Regions from separate parts of the Mus musculus genome. Here all the other regions are linked to region 2. The links are chromatin contacts, called in public promoter capture Hi-C maps. All regions are on one chromosome and are shown on one strand. Each heading gives the region's core, a stretch centred on a gene start, on an enhancer-like site or on the middle of the called end of the contact. The rest is flanking DNA. Distances are from core to core; before and after follow the strand shown. Region 1 holds the start of Dyrk1a (dual-specificity tyrosine-(Y)-phosphorylation regulated kinase 1a). Region 2 holds the start of Dnajc28 (DnaJ heat shock protein family (Hsp40) member C28). Region 3 holds the start of Cbr3 (carbonyl reductase 3). Region 4 holds the start of 2410003I16Rik (a long non-coding RNA gene).

The links. Promoter capture Hi-C pulls out the DNA fragments that hold promoters and counts their contacts.
Region 1: a contact with region 2 is called in a promoter capture Hi-C map of neutrophils, with 4 times the contacts expected there. The contact joins the promoter of Dyrk1a here to the promoter of Dnajc28 in region 2. A contact is called at or near these places in 2 of 39 promoter capture datasets (neutrophils and pre-B cells) and 1 of 9 other capture datasets (liver).
Region 3: a promoter capture Hi-C map of pre-B cells shows a contact between it and region 2, with 2.2 times the contacts expected there. The contact joins the promoter of Cbr3 here to the promoter of Dnajc28 in region 2. A contact is called at or near these places in 1 of 39 promoter capture datasets (pre-B cells), 1 of 115 datasets of contacts at active chromatin or transcription factors (embryonic stem cells) and 1 of 9 other capture datasets (liver).
Region 4: a promoter capture Hi-C map of hippocampal neurons shows a contact between it and region 2, with 2.6 times the contacts expected there. The contact joins the promoter of 2410003I16Rik here to the promoter of Dnajc28 in region 2. A contact is called at or near these places in 2 of 39 promoter capture datasets (embryonic stem cells and hippocampal neurons).

Annotation. Positions count from the first base shown.
Region 1 is chr16:94,568,560-94,571,826 of GRCm38.p6, forward strand. It overlaps Dyrk1a (dual-specificity tyrosine-(Y)-phosphorylation regulated kinase 1a), which reads left to right and starts at 1,647. Exons shown (of 12, transcript NM_007890.2): 1 at 1,647-1,975.
Region 2 is chr16:91,617,298-91,620,431 of GRCm38.p6, forward strand. Dnajc28 (DnaJ heat shock protein family (Hsp40) member C28) reads right to left here and starts at 1,702. Exons shown (of 2, transcript NM_138664.2): 1 at 1,461-1,702; 2 at 1-82. The coding sequence starts at 57.
Region 3 is chr16:93,681,644-93,684,929 of GRCm38.p6, forward strand. Cbr3 (carbonyl reductase 3) reads left to right here and starts at 1,576. Exons shown (of 3, transcript NM_173047.3): 1 at 1,576-1,970. The coding sequence starts at 1,682.
Region 4 is chr16:94,008,892-94,011,930 of GRCm38.p6, forward strand. It overlaps 2410003I16Rik (a long non-coding RNA gene), which reads left to right and starts at 1,764. Exons shown (of 4, transcript XR_003951876.1): 1 at 1,764-2,220; 2 at 2,542-2,619; 3 at 2,964-3,039.

The DNA.
Region 1 (3,267 bases), core at 397-2,896, 3.0 Mb after region 2:
AAATCCAGTTACTTTTGGTGTGCAACAGTGTATATACTTACACACGAAAATATCTTTATGTATATCCTTTTAAGCTACTAGCTAACGCCATTATTTTAGAATAGGTACAAAATACAATTTTAGCCAGTAGCTGTCTCCTAATTACAAAGTAGCCAGCACAGGGGACTTCAGTGTCAATGGCCCGAGAGGACACCCAGCAGTATTTAGCCAGGCGGAAGACAGTAGAATAAAAAACAAAACAAAAAAACCGAAAGGCAGAATTCCGGTGAAGATTCGACGGTTAAGGCCAAGTGGGCAAATTTAAGAATCGGGAAACCGAGGTGACTTAGGACAGGTAACAATAAAAAAAAAAACAAAAAACAACCCCCCCCCCCAACCCCCTCCGAAAGCCCTGGGGTTGGCGCTGGCTGGGCATTCCGATGGAGAAGCCGGGGAACCGGCGCCCGGGAGCGTGCCCAGCCTGGAAAGTTTCTGCGCGGCCCGCGCGCGGGCACGGTCCGAGTAAGGTGGCGGCCGCGCGCCTGCAGCCGCGGGCGTAATTCCGGAGGTGAGCCGGACGCCAGCGATCGTCCAGGCCTGCGCGGGCCCGGTCGGGATAGGGGCTCGCGACGGCGGCCTCCCAGGGCCGCGAGGTGGGCGGCTTGCCCTCCGCTTCCCTTCCTTCCCGGGCCGCGCGGGCGGGGCTGCGGGCTCGCGGCGCGGGAGCGCGCTGCGCCACGGGGGCGCGCGCTGGCCCGGCCGCAGTCGGCGTGGGAGCGAGCGCGGGGGCGGGGCGAGGCGGCCGCGAGGCGGCAGGCGCTCGCTCGCTCGCTCGCGCACCGGCAGGCCACCGCCTCGCCCCCGTCCCTTCCCTTCCCTTCCCTCCACTCCCCTCCCCCGAGCGAATCACGCGCCCTCCTCTGACACTCATAGCGGGCCCGAGCTCCGAATTTATCCTTCACGTGACCTGAGGGGGGTTGGGTGGTTGGCTGGGGGACGGAGGAGAGAGGGGAAGGAGGGAACGGAATCTGCCGTTACCCGAGCAACAGGCCCCGCCCGCCGGCTTGGGGCCGGGAGGGGCGGGCGGAGGACGTCAGCACGTCAGCCGGGGTTTTGCGTTTTGATTGACAGTTGCTATAGCGACCGGGTCGGTCCGTCGCCATTTTGTTGGTTGGTTTTTTTTTAAACCCTTTCGCTTCCCGCCCGAATAATAATAAAAAGCCCCATTGGAGTGAGGCGGGGGTGGCGGCGGCAACCGCGGCGGGGGGATCCGGGGAGACTGCTGCCGTCGCTGCTGCCGATCGCGGCCCAGGTCGGGCTGAGAAAGCGGACTCCCCGAGCGGGGGTGCGGGCGCCACCGCCGCCGCCGCTTGTGCTGCTGTTCCTGCTGCTGCTGTTGGTGCCGCTGCCGCTGCCGCCGCCGCCGCCGCCGGCGAGCGGGCGGGACCGGTGTGAGTGTGAGGGAGCGTGTGCGAGGGCGAGTGTGCGCGCGGTGAGTGTGCGCGAGTGTCTGTGCGGGATCGGGGGCGGGCGGTCCGGGCTCTCCTGGCGGAGCCGCCGCCGCCGCCGCCGCCGCTCGGGCCCCGGCGCTGCTCGCTGCGCAGCTTCGGAGCGCGCGCCATTTTGTGAGATTTACAAAAATCCTCGTCGGGAAGAAGCGGCCGGCAGCGGCCGCCACTCGGCGCCCGGCCTCGCCGCCGCCGCCGCCCTCCGCACCGGGCCGGGCCGGGCCCCGCCGCCGACACTCGGGGGCCCGGGGACTGCGGTATTTGCCGGGGAGGGGCTGTCGCCTGCCTCCCCGGCCGCGGGCGCCGCCGGCCCCGCCAGCCCGACGGACCCTGAGCCAGCGCGGCTGCGGCGCGGAGCCGGGACGCCGGGGGCGGAGAGAGGCGGCCGGGGCGGCGCTGGCTGCGGAGGCCGCGGCGGGAGCGCGGCGCGGGAGCTCGAGGCTGAGACTCACCGGAGGGAGCGGCGCGAGCGCCCCGCCATCGTCCCGGTGAGTGTCCGCCCCGCCCGGCGCGGCGCGGCCCAGCGCGCGGCTTCTCGGGGCCTGCGAGCCGGGCTCGCCAGGCCTCAAGCGGAGGGAGGGAGGGACCTGCCATCTTAGGAGCGAGCGGGCGGGCGGGCGGGCGGCCCGGGGCCCGGGGAAGAAGGCCTCGTCCCCGAGGAAAGTTGCGGCGGGTGGGACCCGCTGCCTCGGGCCGGGCCGGCGCCAGACCTCCACTGGCTGCCCGGGCGCAGGGGAGGAGGCTGTTCTCCTCCTCCTCCTCCTCTTCCTCCTCATCCTCTGCCCCCAGCTCCTCCCTCGTCCCTCCTCTCGGTCCCCACCGGCGTGCGGAGCGCCGGGGTTCTGGGCAAGGACAATGCACGGGATCAGAAAATGGGGCTGGCGGCCGGGAGGCGAGGACGCAAGGCCCGGCCGGGCCGGGCCGGCGAAGGTCGGCAGCCTGCTGCCTGCGAGGCCCAGTGGGCCCGCGCTCGGGCCTGGGGACCTGGTGTGCTCGGAAGTCGGGCCGCGAGCGCGGGCCACCCAGGGCACCGGAGGGGCCGGGGTGACCTGCATAGCAGCGGGAGGAGACTGGAATTAGAATGGAGACCTGTGTATCGCCTCAAAACTTCAACATCTATTTATAGGCTCAGACCCACTCAGGCTCCAGAGGCCCCAGAGCTGCTGAATATCAGCACTAAGCTAGAGGCCCCTCCCTACCCCGAAATAGTTAAAAATGGCAAAATTCGTGAGTCAGTGACTCCAATGACTTGTCTTGTCTTTGCCCAGCCCTAGATTATGTGACTCCTGTCGTCGAGGTGCAGCATCGTTTGCTTCTTGAGTTCTGCCAAATCCCAAGAAAATATTCCTTGTAACTGTTTGCACACTCATAGATTAGTGCAAGGCCTTTTATATATTACCTCGAATAACCTCCCAGTTGGAAATGCTGCCCATTTTACAGATGAGCAGACTGAGCCTAGAGGTGGGCAGTGACTAGTCCAAGGTCATACAGCCAGTACTCCAGGAGGCCTATGTCAGTTGTTAGCCTGGCTTTCTGTTCATTGGCTCCTAACTTATTATTAAGTACTGTATGATGACTCAGGGCTGTAACCTAGACTGTTTGGGTACAGGTTTTGGTAGAGTTAATTTAGGGTTTGCAGAAGTACAGTTTAGATGAGCCCCTGTAATGAAACTTGTCATGCCCCCCCCCCCCCAGGTAAACTAGTCTGTTTTTCAGTGGAAGAATTGAAACCACTGGTGCATTTTGTTCTTTGCGTTTAACTGTTACAGTGTAGAGTTCT
Region 2 (3,134 bases), core at 452-2,951:
GTTTGTTAGGTGCAGTCTCAAGATCCGAGTGGTCTTCATGCACACTGTGTTTATCATTGTATCTGGAATTCTTAACAGTGATCTACAAAACAGCAAAGAGCAGTTGGATACACTTGTACTATCAGTCATTTTCTTTTCATCAATAACCAGGTAAGGGTATGGGTTCCATGTCCTTAGTAAGCTTTGGTTCTTGGGGGCAAGAGAATGGGTTGAGGTGTGGTTCCCAGCACCCACATGGCAGCTAATAAATGTCTCTCACTCTGGTTCCAGGGGGTCTGACTCCTTCTGGCCCACTCAGGCATTGGACACACATGGTGCACAGCCATAGTGTAGGCAAAACACCATATGTATATAAAAAAGAAAGTCAGTTCTTTGTAACAATGTTGCTAAACAAGAATATATAAGTATCTATGACTTTTCTTGGTGCAGCTAGAAAATGACAGTGATGTTTGGCTATCACATAGTGTGACAGGAACTGAAGTCTACTGCTTGAAGACAGGGTTTCTCTCTGTGTAGCTCTGGTTGTTCTGGACTCACTTTGGAGACCAGGCTGGCTTCAAACATAGAGAGATCCACCTGCCCCTGCCTTCCATGTTCTGGGATTAAAGACATGCATACCTCCGCCCGGATCCAATGCACAGAATTTTAGATCTAGAAAGTTGTTAAAACTCATCTAACCTAATTTTCTCATTTTATAAGAAAACGGGTCCAGAAGGTTAAGCAACTCTTAAGGTTAACCAAAGAACTTACATTACCAGGTACTGCAAATGGTTAGGTTTGGGGCACAGTAAAGCTTAACTGCTTTTTGCTTGTTTGTTTTTGAGATAGGGTCTCTCTACATAGCCCTGGCTGTCCTGGGACTCATTATGTAGACCAGGCTGGACTTGAACTCACAGAGGTCAGCCTGCCTCTGTCTCCTGAGTGCTGGGACTAAAGGAGAGCATCCAAGCCCCACACTTGGCTTAGCTATACTCAGCAAATTACACATTTCCCTGAGCACAATTTGTGTTGTTGTTTTGTTTTGCATACAGTGTAGAATGGTCGTCACCATTTCCAAGTATCTAACTTGCTGCATATCAAACAGGGAACATACAGACCGGTACTCAGTGGGACACCAGATGGGACTGAGAATCAAGAATGCAAGCGACTTTAAGGTCTGCACCTCGCTATTTGCTAGGTGCCAGGGCAAGGAAGGGCGATAAAGGGTGAGAGAGCTTTTGCTGTATTTAAAAACGCATGGTCCTGTGGAAAAAGATACTGAACACTGACGAAAGGCAACGGAGTACTTACTGGAGGATTACTGATCCTTTGAATGTAAGGTGCGTTTTAGAAGTCATGGTAGCCCGATGTCACAATATAGGGGTCAGTGGATTTTAGAGTTGTCTGGGATGCCGGTGGTTATGCTCACCGTGGTGAGGGGTGCCTCAGAAGAGTGTCGGTCCGCTGCACCCCCTACTCACCTTCACAGACGTGATGGGGGTTCAGCGGCTCGAAGCTCAAGCTGCGCCTTTGCGCAGCACGCGTGGCCCGCTCCGTCCCTGTCTCGGCTACTGGACCCTCTGCCGCGCTACACTGCAGAGCCTTTCTTCATACCTTACTACGACAGGTAGTTTCCCTCACCAGGGACAGCGATCTCTTTCTTATAAAACCATCCCCCACGGAACAGAGGACAGACTCCCCTGGACGCTTGTTGTTGTGCCGGGGGCGATAGGCCCCGCCTCTACCCGCTTTCGAGGGCAGGGTTCGGCCGATTTGGATTGTGGGAAATGTAGTTCTCCGGCAGGTGCAGAGTAGAGGCATTAGGGCCTGGAGAGGAGTTATGGCTTGTGATAGATTTGTGACCCCAACGTGTATGTAATTTGAAGAGCACTGACCTCAGTAAATTGTTTTAAATGGAGGAAGATTAGGCCGTTTGCCTCTATGGGACACCTGCACCGTCAGTAGGCTTCTTTAAGCCTAGAAAGATGGTCTTTCCTTCAACCAAGTTTGGATTAAAGGTGTGCGCCACCACTGCCTGGCCCAGCCAAGTTTGTTTGGGTGGATGGCTCTTGTTTTTTGACACTGTCTCCCTTAGCCCAGGCTGGCCTCACACTCGCTATGTAGTAAAGAGGGATTTTGGGTTGCACATCCTCCATGCTTCCGTTTTCCAGGTGCTGGGATTACACAGTAAAATTGCTACTTGTTTATGGAATGTTGGGGATATAAAACCAAGGGCTTATGCATGCAAGGCAAGTTCTGTCAGGGCTCTGCGTATTGTACGATACCTCACCCCATTGAGCACCGCACATAGCCAGGGGTTGGAAAAGAAGGGAAAAATGTGTCTTTGGTTTTATTTTATTCTTTATTATTTTATTTTTATTAATTATTATTATTTGGTTTTTTTGAGACAGGGTTTCTCTGTGTAGCCCTGGCTGTCCTGGAACTCACTCTGTAGACCAGGCTGGCCTTGAACTCAGAAATCCACCTGCTTCTGCCTCCCAAGTGCTGGGATTCCCTGCCTCTTGTCTCTTGAATGGTTAAAGACATGTCACCGCACTCCATCCTAAAGATACAGTTTTAAAAAAATTAGCGGCACACTTTTAATCCCAGCATATAAAGGCAGAGTCAGGTGGATCTCTGTGAGTTTGAGGCCAGTCTAGTCTGAAACTCTGTAGACCAGGCTGGCCTTGAACCCACTTGCCTCTGCCTCCCAAGCGCTGAGATGAAAGGTGCGTGCCACATCTGGCTTTGAAAATCTTATTACACCGGTTATGTTTTGTATGTGTAGTTTCGTGTTTTGTATGCTGTGGTCTCTACTGGTGGAGTTGGTTGTCTGCTTCTGTCGTGTGGATCCTGGTGGTCAAGCTTGAATGAAGGTAGAGTCTTTACAGGTTGGGCTATCTCAATCTTGAATAACTAATGTGTATATAGTAGCCGCTCACACTCAATGTGTCTAAATAGTATTCTGTTGTGACCATCATGAGAGCCAAGCATTGTGGGAGTTTGGCTGTGCTGCCTGAAAAGTGTTAGCCCATCGCCCGGGCTTGCTGACTCAGCACAACCTTCATCTGGGTCCACTGCTCCCACCTGTTGTATGCAAATCTGCCTTAACTGCCAGTGGCTGGCGGAGGGGCTTGGGTATATAGGCCAGGGAA
Region 3 (3,286 bases), core at 326-2,825, 2.1 Mb after region 2:
CAGGCACAGAACTCCTTCCAGGAGTCTTGTAGACAGCCAGGCACAACTTCTTCTCAGGAATTCTCATTCACAAGGATATGCTAGGCAAGTGCTCCATCACCGAACTACACTCTGAACTCCCCACTGGTCTTTAGGAGAGAAAGCAGAAAAAGTTGTCCCGGACTCTGTAAATGTTACTCCCATTGCTGCCTTGATCACATAACCAAAGAAAAAGCGATTTAAGAGCGGGTTTATCCTGGCTCACAGTTCGAGAGTCCAACACTGTGGGGTCCTAACCACATGAGCATAAGACAGATGGTCAAACTGTGTGTGGGGGTTGGGAGGAAGGGGGCGGGGTTCCCGTGTATGCAGAGGTCAGAGGTTGACAAATGTCTTCTGCTATTCATCTCTTCCTGATTCTTTGAGGCAGGGTCTCTCACTTGAACCAGACCTTGCAGACTTGGCTAATCAGCTCGCCTCCGGAAATCCTGCTTCTGGGGTCACACAGCAGCCACACTGCCCCACGTTGTGTGGAGCGGGGATTTGAACTCTAGTCCTCATAACCTTCACCCACGGAGCCAGCTCCACAGCCTTGGCCCAGCTCACTTTCTCCGTTTCATTCAGTCCAGCATCCCAGTCCCTGGAACGGTACTGAGCTTAGGGTGGGCCTCCTACCCCAGTCAGCCTAACTGAGAAACTCCCTCAGAGACAGGCTGAGAGAGAGGTCTGTCTCCTAGATCCTCTCAAGTTAACATCACAGGCAGGCTAGGCCCCCACAGAGCTCACCTTCCTCACCTCATTTGAAACAGAAGGTGGAGTCCGTAATAAGAGGCTAAGGCAGTTTGGCCGGATCAGCTCGGGAAACGCTGAATCACTGTGAGTGAGGACTTAATTGTCCTTCAACCTCACAATCCCTAGCCAAGTAGGATCAGCACAGACTCGATTCCACCCAAGAAGGGAGGAGGTCTGATTGCGTGCCCACACTTAGACACGCCTGGAATTTTGTTCGTAGGTTCAGCATCTCCTTGGGAGATGACTCGCATAGACTGAGACCAATGCAGATCTATCTGCATACCCAGTACACTTGGAATAAACCAAAGACCGGCACTGAGGACTCCCGTACTACTCAAAACAGTTCGATAAACATGAGCCTTCTCTCCCACGTGGGGGCGCACCGAGACCTCCAGCCGCGAGGGCTCGCCCACACCTGTTCAGTCTACTCCCAGGCACTGTTCCCTGAAGTCCCTGAGCAAACCGCGGGGTGTGTTAAGTAATCTCAGAGCGAGTTCCGCAGAAGCAAACATTTGCATTCTGCAGAGAACGACGGGTTCTCGCCCAAGAAAATTACGGAGCATTTGTTTTCCTCCTTTTGAAGTTTCCCCAAAATAGTTGTTTCAATCCGACTGCCACGAGTCCTGCTGACCCCTTCCTTTGGGAGCAGCGCTTGTCCCTGACCACTGCTTAGCTCGGAACCAGGATCTCTACACTGGCCGGCGGGCGGGCGGGCAGGCGAGCGGGAGGAGGCGGACCCTTCGGGAACAGACGGCTCCTCCTCAGAGGGGAGGGACAGGCTTCTCAAGGCCTTGCTCTCTAGCAGTCGCAGCGCCGGGTCCCAGAATCTAGTCCTACGCCACGGTTTTGACCACGCGTGACCCGCTGCCCAGCCGGCCCGGCCATCAGGTGGTCCGTGTGTCCCTCTGACATGTCGTCCTGCAGCCGCGTGGCCCTGGTAACTGGGGCTAACAAAGGCATCGGCTTTGCGATCACGCGTGACCTGTGTCGGAAATTCTCCGGGGACGTGGTGCTCACGGCGCGGGACGAGGCGCGGGGCCGCGCGGCGGTGCAGCAGCTGCAGGCGGAGGGCCTGAGCCCACGCTTCCACCAGCTGGACATCGACGACCCGCAGAGCATCCGTGCGCTGCGCGACTTTCTGCGCAAGGAGTACGGGGGACTTAACGTGCTGGTCAACAACGCGGGCATCGCCTTTAGAAGTAGGTGTGGGGCTCCAGGAGGAGGTGTCCCGGGGTTTTCCGAGGGTGCTGGGCAGTGAGCCTCTGGGATCCGGAGGCTGCGCCATCCCGCCTGGGTGCACCCGGCTCGCGCTCTGCGTGGCGAGTTCCCCCGTGCGGTGACTCGGGTGCGGGCCCGCCCAGGCACCCCACTCCATGCCCGACCCGGCCGGCGGCCTGTGCGGGCCTGTGCTCCGCCGGAGGCCCTCCTTGGAACTTTCAGCTGCGCCTGTTTGGAAGAAAACCGGTCTCTTGGGAGGGGACCACGCCTTGTCAAGCTCATCAGCTTTCTGTCCCACGCACGAAGGCTTTTCTCAGAGAAGGGTCTTCCAAAAAAATAGGGTTGGAGCTTTCGCTTCGCGTGAAACAAGGGCGAATTCATAGATGCCAGTAGATATCTGCTGAGGACAGGAAATGGGTCGCCCGGACACAATTAGCGCCCTGGCACGATAGTGGGTTTCCTACCCGCTTTAATGGAGCGTTTTGAGAGGCTCTGGCAAAAAGGAAGCGAGCTCTGCTTCCCTCCTCCTCGGGGAACTAGGTTTGTTATTAAACTTGCAAGTGCGGTTTGGAAATCATCTTCCTTTAGGGGAAAAAAAACCCAAAAAAACAAAACAAGATCGCTTACTCTAACAAATGTCCAATTAGCAAAATTATCCAGTTGCCATGTGCTGGAACTGAAACAAACATTCCAGCTTCACTGAAAATGCTGAGAGAGCCGGAGACTAACGAGGGAGGGAGACTATTGTGCAGCCGAAAACTCTCCAGTTGGCCCTGGACACCCATAGGCGCCTTGCGTGAGAGCCAAGACACCCTTGTACCCGCACTTCCAAACTCTGGCATGTGGGCTTTGGGGAAGGGGAGGGGCGAGCTCACCACCTCAGCCACTCTCAGCGTTGTCGGATGGAAGGTTTGGTGAATTATGGCCCTGGAGGTTCATACTTAAATGTGGGCCATGTGTATGCAAATCTGAGCAGCAGCTGCCCCACCACACAAGCTGAGGTCTTACACCAGCCTCACCAGAGCATCTTTTCCCAACCTCCAGGAACCCTATTCAAGCTTGAGACAGGAAGATCAAAACTGAGTGTTCTTGAGACGCGACATGAGCGTGGCTGATGAGAAACTTGAGGTGTGGACCAGAAAGTTCTTTCCTTATGCTCTTAAGACCTTTAGAATGATCAAGTTCTAGTTTAAAGGTGTGTGTGTGTGTACTTTACAGATGTGTGTATCACCACACTCAGCAAGACTGTCCTAAAGTTAGTACACTTTCCCTTTAGCTGTTATGTGATGAGATCCAA
Region 4 (3,039 bases), core at 514-3,013, 2.4 Mb after region 2:
TGTTCTCCTAACAAAAGGCCAATCGAGTCCTGAGAGCCTTTCCCTGACGTCTCTGCAGCTCAAATGACCTGTTTTCTTAGGCCTCATTGTTGCCCGTCACCGCTGGTGACACTTGGTGTCCAAATTCAGAAGAAAGCTCAGATTGAGAACAGTACTAAGAAATGGGAAAATAGCCAGAGGAAAGTCAAGGCAGTGAGGCGGTTCCGGGAAGAAATACAGTTGGTGGAAGGGGTGGCATCGATCGATGGATCGATGATTGTATTAGAGAAGGATGAGATCAGAAGTGGCCAGAGAGGCAGCTCTGTCCAGGTGGCAAGAAGAAACGCACACACAAGAAGTGTCTCCTTAGGTGAGTGGGGAAGACACAGCAAGGCTGAGAGGGAAAGACAGAGAGACTGAAAGTAAAGATTAACTTGTAAATGACTTTATTGCCAGGGGAATTGTCCCCCATCACCTGGTCACTGCCCAGGTCACCTCCATGGTGTGTTCATCTCCACTGAAGCCTGGGGTCTAGATAGGTCTTGTCCAGCAGAAGACAAGACTCACATTAGTCCACACTTGCTTAAGGCTGGGCATGCACACTGCTTCCCGTTTCTTCAGCCACTCGGTCTACCTACTACCCAAGCTTATCAATACCACATGCACAAGACACTTTGGTATAAGAGACTCCACCCTGGCACCAGGGAAAGGCAGGCAGATTGTGAAGCTAAGCAGCCTGCAGGCACACGGGCCAGCTGGGTCCCAGCTCTGTTCCCCATTATGAATGACCTTGCATATGTGTCTTGTGCCTGTTTTGATCTTTAAAGTGAGCTTAGAAATACTGACAGACAAGGACCTGGAGAGTGCTTCGTGGGTAAACTGTCGTGCAAGCATAAAGAAAAAGCTGAGCATGGCTATGCATGCCTGTCACCCCCGGGTGGGTGGGTGCAGGGAGACAAATTCCGGAGCTCGACCAACCGGCAGCCAAGCTGGCTCAGTGAGAGACCCTCTCTCAAAAAGTAAGGTGGCTAGCAACTGAGGGGGACACTTGATATTGATCTCCACAGACAGCGCACAGGTGCACAGGCTAGCTGAGGAGCACAGACTAACTCATACATGCACATATACTAATTAAAGTCCCTCAGAGAGTCAATAGTGTGGTTCGACTTCAAGACCATTCCCTAAACAGAGTACCCCCTTGGCAGTGGGTTTTTTTTTTTTTTCCTGTCTATTTAGGTCTCCAGCTAACGAAATGAGGCCACCTACATCATGGGCATAATGCCCTCTGCTGTCTACTGTATCGATTTAACTGTGCTGGCTAGTTTTTATGTCAACTCAACACAAGCTAGAGTCACCTGAAAGGAGGGAGCCTTGATTAAGAAAGTGCCTCGGTAAGATTCAGCTACAGGGGATATCTTGATTAGTGATTGATGGGGGAGGGCCCAGCCCATTGTGGGCGGGGCCATCTCTGGGCTGATGGTCCTGGTTCTATAAGAAAGCAGGCTGAGCAAACCATGGCGAGCAAGCCAGTAAGCAGCACCCTTCCACGGCCTCTGCATTAACCCCTGCCTCCAGGTTTCTGCCTGCCCTGAGACAGAAACAAACATTCTCACAGAAACATCCAGGATAACTTTTGGACTCATATCTGGATCATGCCCAACCAAGTTGACACACAGAATGAACTGTCCCCAAGGCATGTTTGCCCATGTGACCCCAATAACGAGCTCTATGCTTGTTTGTCTTTAGGGACCGTGTGTTTAAGGAAACAATTTCTTTACTGAATGGTGCTTCATTTGGTAGACCATTCTTTGGGACTGTTGTTCCTCCCAACACCCTCTGGGAACTATGTGCAACGGCAAACAGCTGAGAAGACAAGGAGGCCCAGGCTAGGTGGCCAGGCAGGTGCCTGATGCTGCTGAGATGACAAGGAGGCCCAGGCTAGGTGGCCAGGCAGGTGCCTGATGCTGCTGAAAAGACAAGGACTCTTCCCCACCCCACCTCACCCATGTTAGGTGGCCAGGCAGGTGCCTGACACTGCTGTCCTCTGGGGAGGTGTAAAATTTCCATTAGAAAAATGCAAGGAGGCTGGCCCTGGTGGCACAAACCTTAAATCCCAGCACTCAGGATGGAGAGACCGGCAGATCTCGGAGTTTCAGGCTAGTTAGAACTACGCAGTAAGACCCCGTCTCAAAAACAAACAAACGAGCAAGAAGACGAAAAAGGAGGAGGAAGAGAACTAAGGTGAGGAGGAGAAGAAGAAAGGAAAAAGGAACGCACCAGGCAAACGGGAAGAGGGTGAGCCGGTGCAGCAGGCCCTCGAGGACTGACCACGGTGTGAGATGGATAGCAGGCAGGGTGATGGATGAAGACACCAGCCTGTAGCTAGCTTGAAGAAGGGGCAGACATATATCTGAGCTATAAATCTCAGAAGGAGAAGCAGAGATTAGGAGCGAGAAACAGGGGCTGAGCTGTGCTTTCTGAGTGAACACACTGAAGAAGGGGGAGATTTGCACCACTGCAGCAGACTTTTTTTTTTTTTTTTTTTTGTCTTTTACTCTGAAGTGCCAAGAACTGGAAGAGGAAGTATGTTGCTGCGCTGCAGAGTTGCCGTGGCAATGGGTCAGCAGCAGAAAGAAACAGGTTGGGAGAAAGGCTCCATTTCTGCGCGGGGGTAGGGGGGGTAGGGGACAAGGGGGGGCTAGAGGGGGCAGGAGACAGGATGAGGAACAGATGGGGAAAGCAGTCACTGAAGTCACAGAGGCAGCAGGAGAGTGAAGTAAAAACCAGGCTGGATCGTGGGGGAGGGACATGAGGGGGGGGGTGATGTCGGGGCGGGGGGTGCAGAAATTACACCCAAAGTCAAATGTGGTCCTCAGTTTCTGCTCGCCTCCCCCTTCCCTACCTATGCGTTTCAAGGCATCCTAGTGTGTTTTGTGAGGTTTCTTATTGCTAATCCGACATTCACCACTTTGTCTTTGACCCAGGTTCTGCCCTCAACAGACCATCTGTTAGGAAGGGACCTTAAATCTCCAAGAAAGGAAGTCTCTAGAGATAGGACAT